Regions from separate parts of the Anser cygnoides genome. Here region 2 is linked to region 1. Evidence: chromatin contacts called from public Hi-C data. All regions are on one chromosome and are shown on one strand. The core of a region is the stretch at or near the end of the contact, and the rest is flanking DNA. Distances in the headings are between cores, read along the strand shown. Region 1 has its middle 60 kb from the start of TMEM63B. Region 2 overlaps LOC106029742 (a long non-coding RNA gene).

Evidence for each region. Hi-C and Micro-C count contacts between places; a contact is called where the count stands out from the background.
Region 2: a contact with region 1 is called in a Hi-C map of liver, with 5 times the contacts expected there. The contact joins two enhancer-like sites. A contact is called at or near these places in 2 of 7 Hi-C or Micro-C datasets (both in liver).

The regions. Positions count from the first base shown.
Region 1 is chr3:33,988,815-33,994,837 of Taihu_goose_T2T_genome, reverse strand. No RefSeq gene overlaps it. Among named protein-coding and RNA genes, the nearest start is that of TMEM63B, 60 kb to the right of the region's middle. Within about 2 kb of position 2,212, at least 1 of the 3 cell types and tissues checked has open chromatin away from gene starts, as enhancers often do. A contact at or near this core is called in liver, where this site is marked.
Region 2 is chr3:34,171,671-34,177,011 of Taihu_goose_T2T_genome, reverse strand. The region is part of intron 2 of LOC106029742 (a long non-coding RNA gene); the gene reads left to right. Among named protein-coding and RNA genes, the nearest start is that of VEGFA, 87 kb to the left of the region's middle. Within about 2 kb of position 3,616, at least 1 of the 3 cell types and tissues checked has open chromatin away from gene starts, as enhancers often do. A contact at or near this core is called in liver, where this site is marked.

The DNA.
Region 1 (6,023 bases), core at 963-3,462:
CATCCAGCTGTTTGCACGCCTGGGCAGACCCGCTGCCTTGGGACCCATCTGCTTGAAGACTTCACTGTGTGGTTTTGTTGTCTCTTCTGAGCACTGGGATTTTTTGGAAGGCAAGGTGGCAGCGCCAGAAACGAGGGCCAGTCCTTCCAACCACAGCAGGCCAGCCCTGCTCAAGCCCTGCTCGCAGCTGTGAGCTGTGACAGACTGTAAATCTGAGGGCTGGAGTGAGAGAACAGCTGGGTGGCCATCAGAGAAGGCTGGGAGGGGAACAATGACGGGGGGAGAAGCCGCGAGCTGAGAGCCATCACGGGCACTGCCTGGCGTTGGATCAGTCCTAGGAGCTGGCAGCGTTCAGCAGATGCTAATCCCCTCTGTTGGCAGTTCCCAGCCATCAGCTTCCTTCAACAGCTGAAGGAGGAAAAAAAGTTACTTGATCCCAAACGTGAAGGAGCTGATGTGAAACATAACTTTAGTTTGTTTCTGAATTGCTTTAAAGTATAAAAGGGGAGGGTAGAAGAGGGAACTGCAAATAAATACACACCAAATATTCACTCGAAATAATAAAAACTCTTCATTGACTCACGTCCCCTTTTCAAACAGATTATTTGTCTTTGAGTTTTCTGCTGGAGGCTCCACCAGCCCGTTGGGTAGCTTTGCATCTGTGTGCAACCCTCCTGTAAAGAGGGGCTGGAGCATCCCCTTGTACAGACGAGGAACCTGAGAGCCTCTGCTCTTGCTGCAGATCTGTGGCCGGGTACCGAGTCCAGATCAAAAGATCCCAAATGCCTTAGCTGTAAAAGTCTCGTTGTGAAATCCTTTGTTCCAGCTGTGTCTTCAGTTGTGTAGTGCAGCTCTGGATTTGGTGGACCACCCTAGAGCACCCGTTCCCTCCTCAACCCAGAAGTGAATTTAATTGCTGAACAGGGCACGAACCCGAATCACTTGCCGGGGTCGCAAATCTTCCTCCAGAAATGTTCATCAGCTGCAGAGAATACGATGCCCGGTTGAAAATTGAATTCACGGTTGGGAAAAACCAATCCTCTGATGACTGACCGTTTGCATCACAGCTGTCTTAAGGGTGAGGGAGGCTAGGGACTCGCCGTGCTGCACACTTGGGGTAGGAAGCAATCCCTGGCTCAAAGCTTTCCTGTTCACGCAGGGTCCCACGAGAGGAAGCCCCCCGCACGCCCTGGCATGTATGATGTGACTGGAGGCACAAGTAAAGTGGCTTCTCCAATTCTGTGCTTCAAATCCAGCCTATTCAAGTGCAAAACTGAAAACTCCTGAGCCCCAACCCTGTGCCTGACCTGTGGGAAGCTCCTGCCTCTCTGATTTCCCTAAGCTTTTCAACTGGACCAAGTGTGCAGCATACGCCAAAAGAGCCCAAGGGCCAGCTAAGGTTCGGTTCAGACCCTTCCCAGCACAAAGTGCAGCCTTTCAGGGCAGGCTGCTTCCTTAACCAACTTTTTCTTTGGTTTGTGTGGTTTTTGGGGTGGGTGTAGGGTTCCCTCCCTAGATCTGGGAGCCATGTGGTTGCTCTCAAAGCTGCAAAGTGTGTCTCACAGGCCCCGTTCCCTGCACACCTAAGGAAGGAGCTCTCTGGCTGGTTTTGTTTCAGCTGCTCAGAGGCTGAGGGAACACCAGCAAAACAGGGCAGAGCTCAACAGAGAATAAATTTCTCTAGAGGAGAGAGGGAACCGCAGACGCCTGCCCTTCTATTCCTGTTTACCTTTGCTTTCAGGAGGTCAATTGAATTGTGGGCATAAACTTACACTGCGGTTTGCAAACTGATACTCGCCAGAAGAGTGTTCTGGCGTCACAGAACATTTTGTGTTTCGGTTTCTCCTTTCCTAGCTCTTTTACGGCTTCATAATAACTTGCAACATATGTATCACAGAGACTTTATTTACACAACGTTTTCAAAGCATCACAATTAAAATTACTTTGCAGAATTCCCGTGAAGTTGTCCTTCATGCAGTAATGACCAGCAACCGGTTTCAAACTTGGACTTCCTCGGCTTCTTCTTTACGTTATGCCTGCAGGATTTCTTCACAAGCACAGAAAATTCGTAGTCTTCATTTGTGTGTATGCTGGGGTTTGTGCAGTGTGCATTCACTTGGCCTCCATCCACTCCGTAACACCACCTCCTCTTGCGCGGTGCACGGCCACCCCATGACCACCCCGTGGAACCCATCACTGCGGGATATCGTGGGAGGCAAACACCCAAAGAGGTCCCAACAAGGCTCCAGGCAAATTTCTGGAGAAGCCTCTTGTTGTTAAATACAACGGTCTAGCCAAAACTCCATCTCTGGACATGTCTGCCATGCTCGCTGGCAGAAGCCAAGAGGGTCCACAGGAGGAAAGATCACCCCGCTGAGGTATGGTTTTTATGCTGTACCCCTGAAGTCAGGCTTTTAGTTGCTCTCCAAGTCAGGAGGACGAACTAGGTGGACTTTTGATCTGACCCAATATAGCACTTGGTTTAAATTTACACTGGCTGAACGTCAAGCCTGGTTTCTAGCATAGCGTGTTGTGCAATCCTTGCTCTCATTGCTCATGCTGTGTCCACCATCCCACAGGGGTTAGTGAGTTTGCATCCCGGGGAAAAAGGAGAGTGCTTTCTGACTGCAGTCACGTTTGTCCCACCAGGCCTTGCCCGAGCCTGCTCCAGAGCTCTTGCCCAGAGAATTGCTTACGCATATTTCCAAGCAAGTGCTTCAGTTCAGCTGACCTTAACTGAAAGCTGGAGGGAGGTTTTTACCAGCAATGTCCATGCGGTGTGATGGCTCTCCCCTCATTTTTTTCATTTGTCTTCTGTTTGTTTTTGTTTTTGTTTTTGTTTTGATTGGTTGCTTGTTTTTGTTTGTTGTTGTTGTTTTTTTTTTCTTTTCTTTTATCCACAGTCAGATGGGTCCTGGGCTTTAACACAACCTCTCTAATGTTCTCTCATCCCACAGAGAAAATACCAGGTGGTTCAGTCCTGATGTAAAGCAGAAGGGCTGCTAGCACAGGCTCACAAGTCAGAAGGAGTTTTTTGCTGCCACAGGCTGGCCTAGAAAAAGAGTCAGTAGGCTCAAGAAAAGTTCCCCTGCAAGAATGGTGTGTGTCCTGTTCTTCAAATCCCCTTGTCAGGCCCTGAAGTCAAAGGCAGCCTCTGGGAGCACTTGGGGCTGTCAGGATTTCTCTTCACCCACTGCCCAGGCGATTCTGCTGCAGAGCTGTGCTGTCGCATTTGGTGGCAAGTTTGTATTTTTAGCCTCTTGAGATCCCTTGCTTTATGCAGCAATCCCAGATATCCTGGATCTGGAGCCTGACACACTCTCGCCCAGACACAATAACACTTACCCACCACTTACTTTCCACTTTCCTCCCCGTCAAAACTGCCTTGTCGGAGCCAGCAGGTACCACGTGCTGGTTCCTTAAATGATCTAGAAAAGAAGATACAACAATACAAGAAGGATGTGCAGTGAGTTAAGGAAGATGTATAAGGAGGTAAAAGTGATGCAAGTGCCTGCTGGACGTGAAGGGACTTGAGGAAGCCTGGGGAGACACCCCTCAGATGCTCAGTGAAGATCCCAGTTGCAGGAGGAAGCCCAGGGTGGTGAATACAAGTTAATGCAACCTGGAGCCCTGTGGCTTGTGGGCTTTCCAGGGCTCCAAGAGATCTGTAGAAATGCTTAGGATGGAGGTGGACACCACGTAAAAGGGCCTGGGAAAGCACACTGCTGTGGTCCCAACACTTGTGCATCACCCAGCATGCAGCCCCGGCCGCCAGTCCCGTACGAGATAAGGCAGCGAGGACAGCTGGGGGCTAGCTTCTGTCTGACAATACCCCAAAAATGCTGGGATACATTGCCTCAGAAGGAAGAAGAGCAAGAGAGGCTCGATACGAGTGTGCTGATGGTCTCAAGGGGGGCAGCTGGCAACACCTGCCCTTTCCCTCGTGGCCACAAAAGCAGCGGAGGAGAAGTTCAAGGGTGGGGAATTCCAGTGGAATAACATACATTTTAGCACCAGCCATGAACTTAGCAATACTCAGAAGGGGCCTGGATAGCTAGAAGGCACAGGGCCATTGCAAATAGCACTAAGTTATGCAATTTTTGTTCCCATTCTTATTGCTGGCTTCTGAGAGCCGGCCTGGGGATTTCAGTGAGTTTCCCTCTAAGGGGAAGGGGGGCATGCTGTCTGCCTTAAGTTAGCTCTGTACCATCAAGCCAACTTCTGTAATTTTTCATGCAGTCAGCAAGGCACAGGATCGCTGTAAATAATGACCATATGTGTCAGAAGGGTATGAGCTATCCTGCTCCGGGGCCTGTCTTTGGCTGCCCATTGACTGAGCTGCTTAGCTGGATCGGACACCCGTGATGGAGGGTGAAGGGAGGAGATGTGCTTGCTCCACACTTGCCCCCTTTCGGCCCTGACGCCTTCCTTAGGATCCAGGATCTCTACGGACTGTGCATTGAGCTGGCCTGGGAGGGTCAGCAGCCACGGGGGCTGCTCAGGGTTGTCACCTCCCGCCCATCTGGGGACCCCAGAGAGGCTGAAAGCTTGGCTTTGTAAATCAGGTGCTATTTTCCTGTGGCTTTCTCTGAGCCGTAGTCGCAGCCCGTCTAGTCATCAGCAGCTCCAGGCTGTCACACAGGCAGAGGGGAAACTGCTCATCACACATCAAATGTTAGCTTTATTTGTGTTTTTGGTTTTTATGCAATTTTTTTAAAGTGCAAACAGATGTCATGGGATTTTTATCTTCGTTACCTTCGTATGGTTTTTATCCCAATTAAACTTGTAAAGAAAAACATGCATGCAACCGAGTTTTTGTTCCAGCAACTACAAGAAGCCCCACAAGACAGAACAGCCCAAAGCCGGGTAGCCTGGATGCACAAAAAGCCAAAATACTCCAGGACTGGACCAGACTGGGAGTCTTAACAGCTCAGGCTGATCCAAGCTATGGAAAACTGCCTCCTTTCATCGTACGCTCTTATTCCTTCGTTCACAGCTCAGACCACCTTTGTGTGTAATTCCCTCCTCTCCCCTGGAGACCTGCCTGCCTTTGGTGGATGTTGTGTCTGCCCAAATCACAGCCCCCTCAGGGCAGCCCCATCAGCTGGAAAAGGCTCTTAGCCGCGTGCTGCGGACACGTGGACCAGGGCGACGGGAGCTGGTGGGCATCAGAGAGGCCGTGGCGAGTCTGGCTGACCAGGCAATACATCTGGTAGACAGCCCAGAGGTAGGCAGGGGATTTGAGGAGAGCTGGAGGGTGTTGTAGGGGAGGGTATTGTATGGGAGGGAGTTTCAGCATTGCAGTGCAGTTGCTGAAAGCTAGGCTTCAACAGCTCCGCTGCTCCCAACAGACTTCACTTCACTTACCCGAGCTCCTGTCTCAGAGCAGCGGCTGCAGCTGTACGGGAGCCCACGCTGGTGTTCCTCTTCCAAAAACAACACCCTCGGGTCTGCTTTGAAATTGGAATTGAGCAAACCCTCCTTTAAGCTGTTTTACACTGCATCTAGCTGGAGCACCAGCAGGAAATCCATCTGGGGTGCCGTGCCAGCAACCAGCAACTGCAGCAGCATCCAAAGGTGAGGCCTTATCTCCCTACCTCTGTGCTGCCAGCTTGCACGACACCCCGAAATGTACCGTGCCGTGACACACGAGGGGTCACACTGCCCGGGGGGCAGGCACTGCTCACACAGCACGCACAGGCTTTGACTCCCACAGACAAAGGGGACGGGGCCCACTCTGCCACGAAGTGCTAGGAGACAAAAGGGCGATGGGATCGGAGAGGGAAGCGAAAGAAAGGGGGCTTTTTTCAAGATCACAGAACAGGTCAGCAGCATTAGGTAGCACAATGCTGAACTAAATATCCAAGTGCAGGTGCTTCCTGTAGGACTCCTCCTCTACCTAATCTGGTCTCTTTGATCAGGTTTTGATAGAGAAGCATTTAGGGAGATGTTCACTGCTTTCACTCGGGGTCACCAAGCATGTTGCAGCTGCGTATTGCTGGAGGTGAAAAAGAGCAACCGAC
Region 2 (5,341 bases), core at 2,367-4,866, 180 kb before region 1:
CCTGGGGCTTTAAGATGGACCTGTGTTCTGTATTAAACTTATGAAGAGAAGACATAGGATTTAAATAGCATTTATTCAATTTCTTTGTGTGATTTTTTTTTTATTTGGTGAAATAAAGCCCTTTTCTCTTTTGTTTTATTGAAAACACACCCACAGCAGGGTCTCTGAAACCAGGCAGGGCTGTGCTTGGCAGGTGCCCATGGGGTAGCAGGATGCACTCCAGCAGGGTTGCTCCTTGGGTGCATTCTGTGGTTCTCCATCCCCACTTTGTCCGGTCCATCATCTCACATTCACCAAGTGCCAAATAATATTTTGGAGTCCTGGGCTAACCCTTGCCCCTCTCTGTCAGGCAGCTGCTGTGAGACGGGTATAGGTCTAATTCTGTCCTCCAACCGCATCCTAACAGGCCACTCCAGATCACCGTTCCTGCAGGCTTCTTTGAACACATTAAATTTCCACCAAGCAGGATACACTGAAATGGTTTCCCCCTCTGCAGGGCCACAGGAGGTAGTGCCAAGTTACTGCAAAACTGTGCCTGAGAGTGCTCATAACCACATTGCGCCTAGAGGGTCCTGATCTGAGACAGATCAGTCCCCCCCATGCTGGGCTTTAGCTATATAAAATATATTTATTAACAAGACTGTCCCTGCCATCTGTGTGAACAAATGATGGGAAAATATTGTGACTACTAAATATTAAAGAAAGGTGTTTCAGTTCATTCATTGCTGAGCTTTCAGTGCCCAAGTACAGCCATAAAGGAGTAGCTCCTGTTGAAAGTCAACTCTCTGCTTTCATTTGGAGCTCGTAGTGATCCCAGCTTCTGTGGTGGGAATATCCTACATGGGAATCAATGTGTGGCACACCAAAGGCTTCTCTGATAGAATATTGGACTCCACTCCAGCACTCCACAACGCCTATAAGGACCCCACTGCTACTTGTTGCAACCTCAGTTTTTTTGGACAAGTTGCATTTCAGCAAGGTCAATACCAGGGCATCATGCACCAGGATATAGGAATAGCTTCTTGCTTGTTTCAGTCATCTGAGTTAAAGGGCTGTGACCTGTTAGTACAGCTCAAAAATATCTCTGCCTTTGGTTCTCCAAAGTGGATTGAAAATGGATGTGCACGTAACATATTTTTCCTTACCTTTTCCTTCAGGGTCAGGATAGCATATTTCTGTAACATCTGGTTATACATTATACGGAAAGGCAGAGAACTGCTGCACTGTCTAGTCATGTCCCATCCTTCCCCCTATCCATGGAGAAACTTTGGATGTTCATTGCCTTTCATTCCTGTACCTCAGTCTTTGCAAACATCCTGGTGACTAAAAGCTGTCTGTGGGAGAGGGAAGCAGCTCTGCTAGGACATCACACATTTGCCTGCAGTAAGGGAACCACATCCTTCCTGCTGCATAAGGATCTGAAAGCACGTGCATAACTAGCACAACACAAGCATCCCCTGAACATTCAGTTTGTGTCCAGTATCAAACCTCAGAGCAAGTCAGCATGGGCAAGGCCCCTGAATGATGATAGATGGCATTCTTTTGCCATGAAAACAGCAAGAAAGCAGCAGTCAGAAGCCATCAAATCTCTGCTGAATCACTATTGAATGCCATTCAGGCTTAACACAGCACCTGGAGCAAGACTTGTTGGCTGTTCAGAGCTGGTATGGGAACTGGCTCTGTGTGTCAGTAAGCGGATGGCCCACTAGCCCCATACCTCTAGTTCAGGTGATGAATGCAATTGGGCAAGTTTCTGCAGGAGATCTTTGCTCTTCTGCATCAACAAGGGGAAGGATGCAATAGTTGTGTTTGTTCTTAAGGGTGGTCCGTGCTCAGTGGAGGTTGGGGAATGCCAATGGGGAGCTGTGCAGCAGTTTAATTCTGTGGAGATGGGTTGGAAAGGTAGGCTGCCATGCTCTGATGGTTGTTTGGGACAAATCACAGCTGGAGCAGACTATGGGACCCTGGAGATTCAGTGCTTTCGGGTAGTGAGTAAGATAGAGCTGCGTGGCTCCTGCTGTGATGAATTAGCACCACGTAGCTACCCACTGTTCTGGGAAATTATTCGTATGCATCAAGGTGTAAACAATCCCTTCCTGTAGGAGGAGCCCAAGAAGGAAGCTAGGTGTCGTCTTGTTCTTCTCTCAGAACTGGGACTGGTCCATACAGGGGTCTGAAAGCAAACTGAGGGTGGCTCAGTTGAGATAAGGCATTTGTGAGGCTTACTAGAGAGAGGAGCATTCAGAGGACAGAGCAAGCCTTGTCTGTTGTGGATGCCTGTCTGGCTCCTGCATAAACAGGTGTATTTATTTAGATATGTTAATATCCTTTGCTGCAGGGAAAGCAACCAAATCTGAATGCTCAGCCATTACCTGCTGCAGGGAAAGGGTGCATGCAAGAGGAATGCGAAGGGAGTTCTTGCTGCCAAGGAAAGATGAAAGGATTTTACAAATAGAGGTTGAAAAAAACAAGTAATACTGGAGACTTTATCCCCACATAAAGGAGACAGAGCCTGAAGTGACAGAGAGTCCCCATTGCTTTCTTAAAAACACAAGGGCAAAACGAGTGGCTGAGCAGGAAGTAAGGCAGAAAACAAGATCCTGTAAAAACTGCCAGCAGTTAGGGAGGGAAGAAAAAAATCTCGAAGTACGCAAATCAACTTTGATTTGATGCTAACCCCAATGTCACACTATAGAGGGATAGGCTTGCAATAAATAAATAAAAAAAGGGCACCCAAAAAAATGAGCCTGCTCCGGTGCTCCCACCTCTCTGGGTCCATGCCAGACTGTGAAGTTCACTTTCAAAGGCAAAGCTGACGCGGAGACATTTGACAGGACTCATGCTTCTAAATCACATGGGTGCTTTTGTAAACATTACTTCTGGGTGTACTTAATATCTCCACTATTAATCGGGTTGCGGGGAGTTAAAAGCCCATTAATGGCATTAACGAATGCTACTTAACTGTGCTGAATTGCAAGAGCAAGTTTAGGCAGAGAACAAATACAATGTGACTTTGGAGGAGCAGAGAGCCAGGCAAAAAAATAACATTTTCATCTAGGGGATAAAAACCAAACAAACAGAAAGCAAACACCTGTTAATCAACCCAAAACACACAGCCTATGAGAAGGCAGGAAACCTTTGGCAGGTGATAGTGAGAGAACTTGTGAGTGTGTTGGTGAAAGCCAGATGTGGGGCTCAAGAAATGGAAGGCAGGAGGTGGGCCGATACGTGGAACAGATGTGATAAGATCTTGGCATGCAGTATGGCTACAAGGACGGTCAGTGGAGTTTGGTCTCGCTGGCACAAAGCGCGCGCAAAACACAACCAGGAAGTTACAATCTTGATCCGAAATCTGTAGCATACCAGGCCAGGGAGGCAGTGATAACCTGGATGGTGTTCCAGCAAAGTGACAGCAGGGACTGAGGGCCTGGAGGGATCAGCCATGTCCAGGTTTTTGAAGACTGCAATGGGACAATGCCCCAAACCTGCTTGGTTTGGCTCTGTATTGGCTGACTGTGTTTATGGGTGCATGTTAATACCTGCTTGCACTTACTGGTTTCTGAGCAGCCAGGACAAAGAATCTTTAACATGGTGCTTGCCTGTTTGTAAAGGTTTAAGGGGGGGAGGAGGAATGGGGTTAAGGGAAAATTTAACCTGAATATCGTGGGGAAAAGGTTAAACAAATAAGTGCACAAGAATATGAACATTTCCTCCAGATCTTTGCCTGAAGCTTTCAGAGGAGGTAACGTGGCATGTATCTCATAAAGTTCAATTCTGTATTGTCACAGAGGACAGGTGGATAACCAAGTTCTGCCTTTCTAAATATGTTAACTGCAGAGTATTTCAGATAGATAGACACTCGTTTCTGTATTCTCAGTGTCCTTATTACCTCTTAAAAATGACATTAAAAAAACACTGTGGCTGGAAACATGAAATGCTCAGAAATGGGAAGTGCTAAAATCATGATTGTTCATGCAAAATCATGATTCTTCATGCAATTCAGCCTTCTATATGAATCTGCATTGTGTTACAGTCACAGAATGGTCACTGTATGGGGTAGATCATCACTGAACTCACTGGGTAACTATTCAGAATTTTTTCTTACCCTCATCACTTGACCTCAGACCTTGTTTACTAAACACCACTTAAGCTTTGCATAGAGTGCAAACGGATTACATTTCCTCATGGGTTTTTCTGTGACACTTTCACTCCAAATCTGAGCAGTTCACAAACATGAAGACATTTCCCCTTACTGCAGACCTTGCGAAAAGAGGAAGGAGCTAGCACCACTTCCATCTTACTAAAGTGGAATGAAGACAGAGAGTTTAGAGATGGGACCACTAACTCTGTCTGGCTGTTTGATTTACAGCTACATGAGTTTGCTTTTTTTTTTTTTTTTTTTCAGTGTTGTATATGTTTAGACATTGGCATGTTATTTAAATCTGCAGAGAATTTACCCTCCAAGCAACTATTGTGAAAGACAAAACTGCAGATATATAACAAAACCAATTGTGTTCTGTGAATATGAGAGCTGAGCACTTACTGAGAGAAAAGGACAAGGAAAAAAAAGAAAATTATTGAGGGGATCAGAGGGAGAGTGGGGAGGGAGAATGGTGTGTGGACGAGAAAGTCTAATATTGTAAAAGGCTCATGAACAAATGAAATGAGCACTGGAGAACATCTTTGGGCAGGACATGGCGCTAGGAGGATAGAAGAAAGATGATCTAAGCAGGACCTAGGATACCCTTGTTAGAAAGTTTTGATACTAAAGCCACCTGAAATGGAGAGGGAATCACAGGCAAATGTGTGATGGCCTGATACGAACTATCTTGGGAGGCAAAACACATCCCTGACTGAAGAGAGGGGGAGTGTGGGGGAGAGAATTTCTGCCAGGATTTTTGCCAGGAGTGGCCAGGATTTCTTGAACCTCTAGTGCCAGGGACTCCCATAATTTGGTGTTGAAGGCACAGCTCCCAGCAACCTCGCTTGCAATGGAGATCGCTCAGCACTTTTGCCAGTCTGGCCCCAGGTGTCCATAGCTTGGCAAACAGAGCGGGAGGTAGCAGCCAACTGTGAAAATGCTTATTTAAGTGACTTGCCAGTAACACACAGGGACTCAGTGAAAGGAGCAGGCCTAGCTGAATTAATGACCAGATCATGTCCGCCTCCAATCCCTTTCCTAACTTCCTACACACCCCTCAGCTTGGCAGTAAAGGATGCAGGGGTCCTCTGGGAAAAATCCAACAAAACTGTACGTGATCACGCCATTAAGGACTGTACTATAAAGCAGAGGCACAAAGGGGAGAAATTAATGTTGTATGGCAAATCTCCGGACCTGTAT